Linked DNA regions of Sus scrofa: region 2 is linked to region 1. The links are chromatin contacts, called in public Hi-C maps. All regions are on one chromosome and are shown on one strand. The core of a region is the stretch at or near the end of the contact, and the rest is flanking DNA. Distances in the headings are between cores, read along the strand shown.

Region 1 (5,579 bases), core at 66-2,565:
ATGGACACATAGGTCTGACTGCTGGGGCCTTCCCGCTCCACCGTCCCCATCCTGATGGACACAGCCCCCGCTGGCAAGATGTCCTGATGTGCAGAATCCAGAGGGTCCACCAAGCACGCTGAAAAGGAAGGGCGACAGGCAGGGATGCTGCACACATACATAGCCTGTGAAGGAGTCACACCTCTGAGACCTGCGCCTCGGCTGCAGGTGCGTGAGCTTGTTTGCCTGGCGGCCTCGGCGGCACAATGGCCTCCAGGGCACAGATTGCTGCTTCTTTCCTTACATAAGGTACCAGGCAGTCAGATAAATAATACATGGCCTTCACCTCACACACAGGTATCAGACATGCAAACACCTGCTTTGCCCCACAGCTCCCTGGGTGTGTGTGCATGTGTAATGTCTGGCCTTGCACAACCCCAGAGGGGTAAGGGATGGGAACAGATAGCCATGCCCACCTCTCAACCCCATCACCTTGCCTTTGGCCTGGAGTCGACCAGCACTAGCCCCCAGCAGTGTGCTCAGGAAGGAAAGGTACAAGGTGGAGGCACACACTCTGAACCATCTCTGTGGTCCCTCTCCAAGCAAATATCTTTAGAGCCCCAGGTTCCCGTGGGGGACCCTCCGGATTGCCCACCTGTACACAAGGCGTGTGTACACCTTCAAGCATGCATCCCCAAAGGCCTGGCCAGGCCAGCCACCATCCCAGATCACAGCTACCGGCACAGGGCAAGGCTGACTCCCCCGCTCGCTCGGCAGTGCCAGGCGCCAGCACACCCACCGGGCGCACACAATCCCACTTGCAAACGGCCTGTCCATCCGCCTCCCCTCTCCCTCAGCCACCCCCACGGGCAGGTCCGATTACACTCCAGGCGCGGGCCCCGCCACGTTGGCGAGGAGGGGGCCAGGGCACACCCACGGGCGGCCCCGCGACCTCGCAGGGCGAGCAGGGGGCGCAGGGCGGCCCTGGCGGGGCCGCCCGACGCCCCTTCCCTCCGGGGCTAGGCCGGCCACCTTAGTCCCCTCCCCAACCGGGGACCCGCGGCCAAGGCGACCCATCGGGCGCCCCCAGAACGGGCCTCTCCAGAACGGAGCAGCACCCCCAGCCCCGGGAGCCCTCGGCCGCCCCCCTCAGGGCCTCCAGCGCAGGGCGAGCGGGAGGGGTACCTCAGGAGCCCATGGCGGCGGCGCGGGCGGGCGATGCTCGGCAGCTGGACTCTGCGGGAGAGGCAAGCGGACAGCACCGCAGCCCCGGCGTCTCGCCGCCGCCGGCGCGTCCGGGGCCCAGCGGAGTGCCGCCGCGGCGCGCCTGCGCACTGAGCGCGCCGCCGGGGAGGGCGGGGCGGCAAACCCGAGGCTGAGATCACCCGCCCGGCCTTAAAGGAGCCGCTGTCCCCTACCCTCGCCGCTGGGATGGTTCCCGGTTCTCCCGCCGCTCACAGACCTGCCAAGAGTCGCCTCCCCACCTCCATCCGACCTCCAACCCTACCCGCCGCTGAGCTTCTTGGAGTGCAGGGACAGAGTCACAGGCTCCAATCTCTGTCCCTGGCACTCGCTGGCAGTATGGCGCTACACTTCTTTTAACGCTAGTTGCCTCCATTTGGGCCCGTTTGAAGATGAAGCAAGATCGAACGGCAAGTTGTCGGCTGAAGGATGCATGTGGAACTGTGGAATGAATGTATAGAGAGGTGCTGTGGGCAGTAAAGCGAGATGAAATTGCAAAGTTGAGGATGCGGTTTTTCTTCCTCCTTCACTTAGCAGCGCTTTTTCTTGCCCCATCTCGCTCTAGGTGGCCTAACTAGCAAAATTCTTCAGATAGCATTCTAGTCACCTAGCCCATTTCTGTTTGCCAGGTCCACACCCAACTCGGTTTAACTGAAAAACAAAATCCAAGCAAGTTCTGGCTTTAATGTGTTCAAGATCCCCAAATTTATTTCTACCCCTAGCCCAGACTCCTCCCCCGAACTGTGTACTCAACACTTCATACTTGAGGTCCAAGAGGATCTCAACAGGCCCACTGAAGCCCTACTCAACATGCCCACAGTAGAACCATCTTTCAAAGGCAGAAGAGACCTGCACCTGCTTAGCCTCACAACAGCAGTTAGCAATTCCATCCTTTCAGCCCCAGCCCAGAACTCCTGCAGTCTTCTTTGATTGTTTTTTGTTGGTTTGTTTGTTTGTTTGTTTGTTTTTGTCTTTTCTAGGGCCGCACCCTAGGCATGTGGAGATTCCCAAGTGGCATGTGGAGATTCCCAGGCTAGGGGTCTAATCGGAGCTCTAGCCAGCCTACGCCAGAGCCACAGAGCCTTGGGATCCGAGCCACCTCTGCCACCTACACCCCAGCTCACGGCAATGCCGGATCCTCAACCCACTGAGCAAGGCCAGGGATCGAACCCGCAACCTCATGGTTCCTAGTCGGATTCGTTAACCACTGAGCCACGACGGGAACTCCTTCTTTGATTGTTTTTTGTTTTTTCTTTTCTTTTGGCTGCGCCCGCGGCATGTGAAAGTTCCCTGAGCCAGGGATGGAACCCACCTGTTGCAATGACAACACTGGATTTTTAACCAGCTCTGCCACCAGGAAACTCCAAGTCATCCTTGAATCTCTCCTCCCACCCCCTTACCCACTGGAGCAGGAAATTATATTGGCTCTACCAGCAAAATTGATCTAGCCTCTGACCACTTCCACTTCATCTCCATTGCTATCACCCCGCATCCATGATTATTGCAATATTCTTGTTAGGGACTGAATGTTTGTGTCCCCTTCCCCCATTCATATGTTGAAATCCTAACCCCCAATGTCAGGGCCTTAGGAGGTGGTTAGGTCGTATGGGTGGCGTCTTCATGGATGAGACTGGTGTCTTTAAAAGAGAGACACCAGGGAACTCTAGCCTTTCTGCCACATGAGAATATAATAAGAATCGCAGTCTGTAACCTAGAAAAGGGCCCTCACCAGAACCTGATCGTGCTGACAGCCACCCTGATCTTGGACTTTCAGCCTCCTGAACAACAGGAAATAAACGTCTATTGTTGGAGTTCCTGTTGCGGCTCAGCAGGTTAAGAAACCTGACTGATATCCATGAGGATGCGGGTTCGATCCCTGGCCTCGTTCAGTGGGTTAAGGATCTGATGTTGTCTTGAGCTTCACTGTAGGTTGCAGATGCGGCTCGGATCTGGCATTGCTGTGGCTGTGGTGTAGGCTGGCAGCGACAGTTCCAATTCAACCCCTAGCCTGGGAACCTCCATATGCCGCAGGTACAGCTCTTTAAAAAAAAAAAAAAAAGGCTGTTGTTGATAAGCCACCCAGTCTATGGTAATTTGTTCTAGCAGCCCAAGTGGCCCAGGATTATTGCAATGTTCTAACCTTTTTCCCTTTTTCCAAACTTGCCCCCTGTTCCAGTCTACTTTAATGCAGGAACCAGAGGGATTATTTTAAAACCTAAATCAGAACATGGCACTGCTTTGCTCAAAACCCTCCACTAGCTGCCCATTTCACAAAAGTAAGAGCCAAGGTCCTTAAAAATCCCAGCAGAAACTTGCTTCATCTAATATTCCACCCACCCAACCAGCCTTGTCTGATCTCTTCCCTTCTTCCCCCCTGCACTGACCCTTTGCTGTTCCTAGAACAAATGAAGCACTGTTGGCCTCAAGTCCTTTGCATTGGCTGTTCCCTCTGCTGGGATTGCTGTTCCCTCAGGTATCTGAATGCTCCCTCCCTCACTTTCTGCAACGGTTTGCTCGCATATTCCCCACTCAGCAAGGCTTGCCCTGATCACCTGAGTAACATCGCCAAAGCCACTACATGCGGTCCTGATGCCCCCTCTCCAAGCTCTAGCTGTCCCCCACGTCATTTAATTGCTGTCATAACAGAGTTTGCCTGATTTACTATTCGGCTTCCTCCCGTAAAACATAAGCCCTGCAAGAACAAAGATTTTTGTCCTTTTTCTTTCCTGATATAATCGCAGTACTTAGTATAAGGGCTAGTATAGAGAACATGTTCAAAATAAATTTGTAGCATGAATAAAGATCCTCCAGAAAGAGTCCTATAGGGAAATTCCTTCCCAGCTCCAGGTAGGAAGTTGCTCAGGGCTTTCCCAGCAAACAAACAAGACTTATCATCACCATTTGTTCATGACTTCCTGGCTCTTCCTCTCTACACAGGAACCCCTCCAGGGCAAAGTCCTGGTCTCATTTATCTCACCATATCTTATGCTTACATGGAAACCAGACACCACCTGACATTCAGAGCAGTCAGGCCAAGCCACACTCAAATGCCGGTTCTCAGCCCCTGTTCAACAGGGGCATTCTTTGGGTCTCAACTTACAGAGGCCCCAGGCTGGCAGGGGCAGGGGCAGGGGCAGGTGGTGGGTATTTTTAGGCTTGGGTTGCCAGAAAGGGGCTCAAAGACAGAAAGTCACCTGGCCTGAATGACATGGCAGGTAAGCAGCAGGTGGCACTAGGAGCCTGAGTTGGTGGCTTCCCGCCTTGCCTCATCCTGTCCCCAGCTAACTTTTTTTTTTTTTTTTTTTTTTGTCTTTTCTAGGGCCGCACTCACGGAACATGGAGGTTCCCACGCTAGGGATTTAATTGGCGCTGTAGCCGCCGGCCTACGCCACAGACACAGCAACGATGGATCCGAGCCAAGTCTGCAACCTACACCACAGCTCACGGCAATGCCAGATCCTTAACCCTCTGAGCAAGGCCAGGGATCAAACCCGCAACCCCATGGTTCCTAGTCAGATTCATTAACCACTGAGCCATGACAGGAACTCCTCCCCAAGCTAATTTAGAAGATAAACATTTACCCCCTTCCATGGCCTCCCTGCTCCATGCAAATACCCATTCACCCTGGCTCAAAGATGCCACTCACCTCCCTCTCCTCTCCCTTGCATGTCTAGGGCCACCATCTTGGTTCAGGTCCCCTTCCTTCTGGAATATTATAACAGTTCCCACCACCAGTCAGCTTTACCCCTGCTCACTGGTTACTAAAGGAAGAATTCTACTCTTCCTTCAAAGGCCAGATCAGATGTAATTTTTTGGTTCCTTCTTAATCCCCACCTCCCCCACTCTTCCCTCCCCATTCTGCTTTAATTAATTTCTCCCTTAAAAATATCAGAAATAATCAGAAGCTCATCAAAGAACAGTTAAGTAAATTATGGTAGATCCATACCATGGTATATTAAAACAGCCTCTTGGAGTTCCCTTGGTGGCATGGCAGGTTAAGGGTCCAGCGTTGGCACTGCTGCAGGTTGAGTTGCATGGGTTAGACCCAGAACTTCCACATGCCACAGATGCAGCCAAAATAAAAATGTAAATAAATTCATTTTAAAAACAGCATCTTTACACATTTCAAATAACACAGGCAAGTAATTAGGAATAATACTAAATGAGGAGTTCCTGTCATGGCTCAGTGGTTAACGAACCCGACTAGGATCCATGAGGATGCGGGTTCGATCCCTGGCCTCACTCAGTGGGTTAAGGATTTGGCGTTGCCGTGAGCTGTGGTGTAGGTAGCAGGTGCGGCCTGGATCCTGCGTTGCTGTGGCTGTGGTGCAGCTCTGATTCAACCCCTTGCCTGGGTA
Region 2 (5,568 bases), core at 854-3,353, 370 kb before region 1:
AATGAGAGGAGTTCCCGTCGTGGTGCAGGGGAAACAAATCTAACTAGGAACCATGAAGTTGCAGGTTCGATCTCTGGCCTCACTCAGTGGGTTAAGGATCCGGCATTGCCGTGAGCTGTGGTGTAGGTCGCAGATGCAGCACGGATCTGGCGTTGCTGTGGCTCTGGCATAGGCCGGTAGCAACAGCTCCGATTAGACCCCTAGAGCCTGGGAACCTCCATATGCCATGAGTACAGCCCTAAAAAGACAGAAAAGACAAAAAAAATAAAAATAAAAATAAAAAGCCGTTTAAAAAAAAGAGAGAGAGAGATGATTTACATGGAAGCCTTTATGAGCTGGTTACACAGATAATCTTATAATCTTCCTTCGAAACGGGCCACTCCCAAAGGACTAACTTTTATTTGGGAATTCCTACCCAGAAACTTTTTTCTCCACAATGATACTATCTCTACATTAGAGGCTAATAGAAAGCAATGCCTTGGGAGATCCCGTTGTGGCTCAGTGGAAATGAATCCAACTAGTATCCATGAGGATGCAGGTTCGATCCTGGTGGCCTCACTTAGCAAGTTAAGGATCCGGGCGTGTTGCCTCGAGCTGTGGTATAGTTCATAGACAAGGCCTGGATCTGGTGTTGCTGTGGCTGTGGTGTAGGCCGGTGCCTGCAGTTCCAATACAATCCCTTGGTCAAAAATTGCAATTCATATATATAACAATTCCTTACATTTCATATAGCACTTAATGACTTATCCAGCACTTTTCAAATTCGCATTTAATCTTCATAACACCACTAAGAGGTGAGTAGATTCTAGAGGGACTAGACACACAACAAAGGCAGAGTAACAGCTATACACTCTTTTTTTTTTTTTTTTTGTCTTTTTGCTATTTCTTTGGGCCACTCCCACGGCATATGGAGGTTCCCAGGCTAGGGGTCAAATTGGAGCTGTAGCCCCCGGCCTACGCCAGAGTCACAGCAACTCGGGATCCGAGCCACATCTGCAACCTACACCACAGCTCACAGCAACGCCGGATCGTTAACGCACTGAGCAAGGGCAGGGACCGAACCCGCAAGCTCATGGTTCCTAGTCGGATTCGTTAACCACTGCGCCACGACCGGAACTCCAGCTATACATTCTTGACCTTAGTTAACTCTGGTAACATCCCTGTTAAGCATATCATACCCATTAAACAGATGAGAAAACTGAGGCTGAAAGGTTCTATAGTTTCCCTAAGACATAAATGAGATAGAAAAATTCGAATCTATGCATTTTAAGAGAATGATAGAACTTGGCTATAGGCTCTGGTCTCCCCGTTCCGATTTGAACGTATTCTCCAGTATCCCATTTATTGTCTACATATAAACACCTAGAATCAGGAAAAGTTTCGATTCAGGAATCATCAAATGTGAAAAGCCTCTCCAGGACTGGTTCTGAGCAGGAAGACTACTTTTATTCACACTCATGGTCCTTAACCCCTGTAATACCACTATTAGTACTAAAAGGAGACTCAGGGGTCACTCCGGGTCCATAGCTCGGACGTCGGAAGACTCCATCCTGGGTGGGCTGGGGAGGTCAGGGCCCGGTTCTCAGCCCAGGGCCAGCCTCCTGCCGCTCTCCTCACCGTGCACCTCTTTGCCCGTGGGCCCAAGCCGGCGATGGGGCCTGGCGGCGCGCCTCAGCCGGCCGGCGGGGATCTTACACCGCAGCTCATCGCGAGGCTCCGCGTCCTGCTGCCACAGGACGTGGAGGTATCTCAGCGGGGACTGGGCCCCGCCGGACGCCCGGCCCGAGAGGCCTGCGCCGCTGCCCAGCGCAGACCCGAAGTCTGCGAAGGAGAAGAGGCCCTCGGGGCCGGTCAACGGCTCCGGCGCCACCGCGCACTCGCCATCCGAGCTCGAACGGCCGGAGCGAGGTTCGTCGTCCGCGCCTCCGGCAGCAGCTGCCATAGCAACGGCTCCGCGCTGGCCCCGCCGCGGGAGCCTAGTTCCCGACGGACCCACCGACCCGCTTCCCTCGGCCCTAAGCCTCGCTGTCAGCGGGCTAGCAGGCGGGCCCGGTCTGCAACCACGGCAACCGAGCGGGGGGCGGGCTCGGCCGCGAGCTGAACTGTTCTGGATCAATGAAAACCCTTCCAGCCTAACCCACCCCACCCACACACATGCACAACCAATCGTGAGTAAGACTGCCATAGAACTGGTTTCCGGTAGCATGACCGACGGACATAAGAACCAATCACACATTTGAGGACGTATACCCTCGCTGTACGTCCCTACTGGAGCCAATAAAACAGCTACGTTTAAGACACTCCCCCCCAACGTTTCTACCGTCGGATCGTGGGTAAAATAACGGGCAGTTTCCCTAGCCAATCATTTTAAGATGAGTTGCAGCCAATCACAAAGGAAAGTGAAGAGGCCAAAGAAAAGGTGAGACGTAAGGAAAATTTTAAGTCAATGAACGTAAAAAAAAAAAAAAAGTCCTATAAATGCATAGTGTAAGTAGAAAAATGAGGATATGCCCAAATGTAGAGCTAGCAGCACGAACTGTGGAGTAATAACTTCCAAATGCGATAGATCCCTTTCGTTCTCTGGGTAACAACCTTGGCGTTGATCCCTGATTTACAAATAATTCTGTAAGTCATTGTAATTACACCAGAGCGACGCTTGAGTCCGAGACCCAGTCGCTGAGCCAGGTCTCTGTGCGAGGTCCTGGACACAGGATCAAGACTTAGTGCCCTCTCCGAGGCTCACGGGATGGCAGAAGTCAGAGCCGGAAACAGGGAAGTATTCCACAACAGCTATTGATAAGCTTAGCAACCACTCACGGGTGCACTTTCCCTGCATCTTACAAACACTTCTATAAAGTGGACAAGGAAGATCATCTCTATTTTATTTGACGAGGAGCTGAAATCAGACAGAAAGGGACTTGTTCATGGATGCCTGCCTCTCTTGAGAGAATGAATGTCCAGGCAAAAGTTGTTCCCTGTTACTTAACCCACTTAAAATGTAATCTTTCTCTGACAACTGAAAAGCTCTCAGAGTTTGCAGTGCTCTCTGAACACCACTATGAGGTTTATCATTGTAACACATGAAGGAAAATATTTATTTGAACTATCCTCCTCTGCCCTATACGGGAGAAGGATATATGCTAATTCCACTTGTAGCTAGAAGGAAATAGCATAAAGAAACATTGAGGGAGTTCCTGTCATGGCTCAGCAGTAATGAACCAAACTAGTGTCCGTGAGGATGTGGGTTCGATCCCTGGCCTCGCTCAGTGGGTTAAGGATGTGGCATTGCTGTGGCTGTGGCATAGGCTGGCAGCTTCAGGTCTGATTCCACCCCTAGTCTGGGAACCTATACCTGCCATGTGTATGCCCCTAAAAAAAAGAAAAAAAGAAAGAGGAGTTCCCGTCGTGGCTTAGTGGTTAACAAATCCGACTAGGAACCATGAGGTTGCAGGTTCGATGCCTGACCTTTCTCAGTGGGTTAAAAATCCGGTGTTACCGTGAGCTGTGGTGTAGGTCACAGACTCGGCTCGGATCCCGCATTGCTGTGGCTGTGACGTAGGCCAGGAGCTACAGCTCTGATTTGACCCCTAACCTGGGAACTGCCTTATGCTACAGGTGTGACCCTAAAAAGAAAAACAAAAAAACAAAAAAACAGAGAGAGAGAAGATATGGTGATATAGGACCAGATCTCCCACATGGTGTTTGGCTGGGGCTGCATAGTAACTTTCCCCTTCAGATGGGGCGTGGTGTCCTCATTTGTCACCATCCCCATCACTCTCTGCTCCCTCCGTGTTGAGGTCTAAGGGCTGTTGCCCTTTTTTTTTTTTTTTTGTCTTTTTGCCTTTTCTAGGGCCGTTCCCGCAGCATATGGAGATTCCCAGGCTAGGGGTCTAATCGGAGCTGTAGCCCCCGGCCTAAGCCAGAGCCACAGCAACGCGGGATCTGAGCCAAGTCTGTGACCTACACCACAGCTCACGACAACACCGGATCCTTAACTCACTGAGTGAGGCCAGGGATCGAACCTGCAACCTCATGGTTCCTAGTCGGATTCGTTAACCACTGAGCCACGACGGGAACTCCTAAGGGCCATTGCCATCAATCCTCATACTCATGGTGTTGCTTCTCTAAAATGGAGTTAACAGGAGATGTAAATATAAGTATTTCTTGTCTTTATCAAAGTGGAATAATGAAAACTAGTGTGGAGGAAAATTATTTAGTATCTAAAAATGTGACATAGTGTGATTATGCAACTTTTTAATTTCATGCTATATAGGATTTCTCATAAACCCACATAAGGGACATCCGACTTCCTGGGGAAATTTAACTTGGACTGACAATTAACTAGGACTCAGTGTGTTTTTGCTTTTTGCTTTACTTTTTAGGGCCCCACCTGCAGCATATGGAAGTTCCCAGGCTAGGGGTTGAATCAGAGCTGCAGCTGCTGACCTACCCCGTGGCCAGAGTAATGTAGATCTGAGCCACATCTGTGACCTACACCACAGCTCACGGCAACGCTGGATCCTTAACGCACTGAGTGAGGACCGGGATTGAACCCGAATCTTCATGGATACCAGTCGTGTTCGTAACCCCCTGAGCCACATGGAATCTCCAGTGATGTTTTTTAACTTTGTAAATTTAGAGGTTAGCTTGTGGGAAAGTGAAAAGGTGTAAAATTTTTGTAGGTCCAGTGGAGAATATAACCCGAGGTTGTAGTTTTATGACCCTGTAGGGCAGGAAACAGATTTGGATCTAATTTAGTAATGTTTTGTTTTGTTTTTGTCTTTTTGCCTTTTCTTGGGCTACTCCCGTGGCATATGGAGGTTCCCAGGCTAGGGGTTGAATCAGAGCTGCAGCTGCTGACCTACCCCATGGCCAGAGTAATGTCAGATCTGAACCACATCTGCGACCTACACCACAGCTCACGTCAATGCCGGATCCTTAACCCATTGAGCAAGGCCAGGGATCGAACCCGAAACTTCATGGTTCCTAGTCGGATTCGTTAACCACTGCGCCACGACGGGAACGCCTTTTTTTTTTTTTTTTTTTTTTTTTTTTAAATTCCCACCTTTAAATGCACAAGGCTGATGTTTTTTTTAAAGTTATGGTTGATTTACAATATTAATTTCTGCTATAAGGCATAGCGACTCAGTTATACATGTATCTATTCTTTTTCATATTCTTTTCCACTGTGGTTTATCACAGGATATTGAAGGCTGATGATTTTTGACAAATTATACCCTCAAGTGACCACCACCCCAATCAAGATACACAGCGTGACAATTATATTTTTACCAATTTGAGAATTCATCTTTTCGACTGCAGAGAGAGTTCTGTGCTTTCAGAAAAGTCAGTGAATATTTATCTGTGGGCAAGAACAATAGTCTTCAGTGTTTTCAAGAAAGAAGGCTACAACTTAACATGCATTCAGGAAACAGCCGGCTACTTCCTGGCTGTGTTTTCTCCTATCCAATGGACTCCTGTCCCAGATTGTTCCTAACGATACTCCCACTTCTGATTCATAAAGACTCACCTACTGGGGAGTTCCCATTGTGGCGCAGCAGACACGAA

What was found. Hi-C and Micro-C count contacts between places; a contact is called where the count stands out from the background.
Region 2: a Hi-C map of liver shows a contact between it and region 1, with 5 times the contacts expected there. A contact is called at or near these places in 1 of 47 Hi-C or Micro-C datasets (liver) and 1 of 2 datasets of targeted methods (alveolar macrophages).

Annotation. Positions count from the first base shown.
Region 1 is chr5:9,629,290-9,634,868 of Sscrofa11.1, reverse strand. It overlaps TMEM184B (transmembrane protein 184B), which reads right to left and starts at 1,315. Exons shown (of 10, transcript XM_005655511.3): 1 at 1,165-1,315.
Region 2 is chr5:10,000,393-10,005,960 of Sscrofa11.1, reverse strand. It overlaps ANKRD54 (ankyrin repeat domain-containing protein 54), which reads right to left and starts at 2,103. Exons shown (of 8, transcript XM_003126032.5): 1 at 1,618-2,103. The coding sequence starts at 1,942.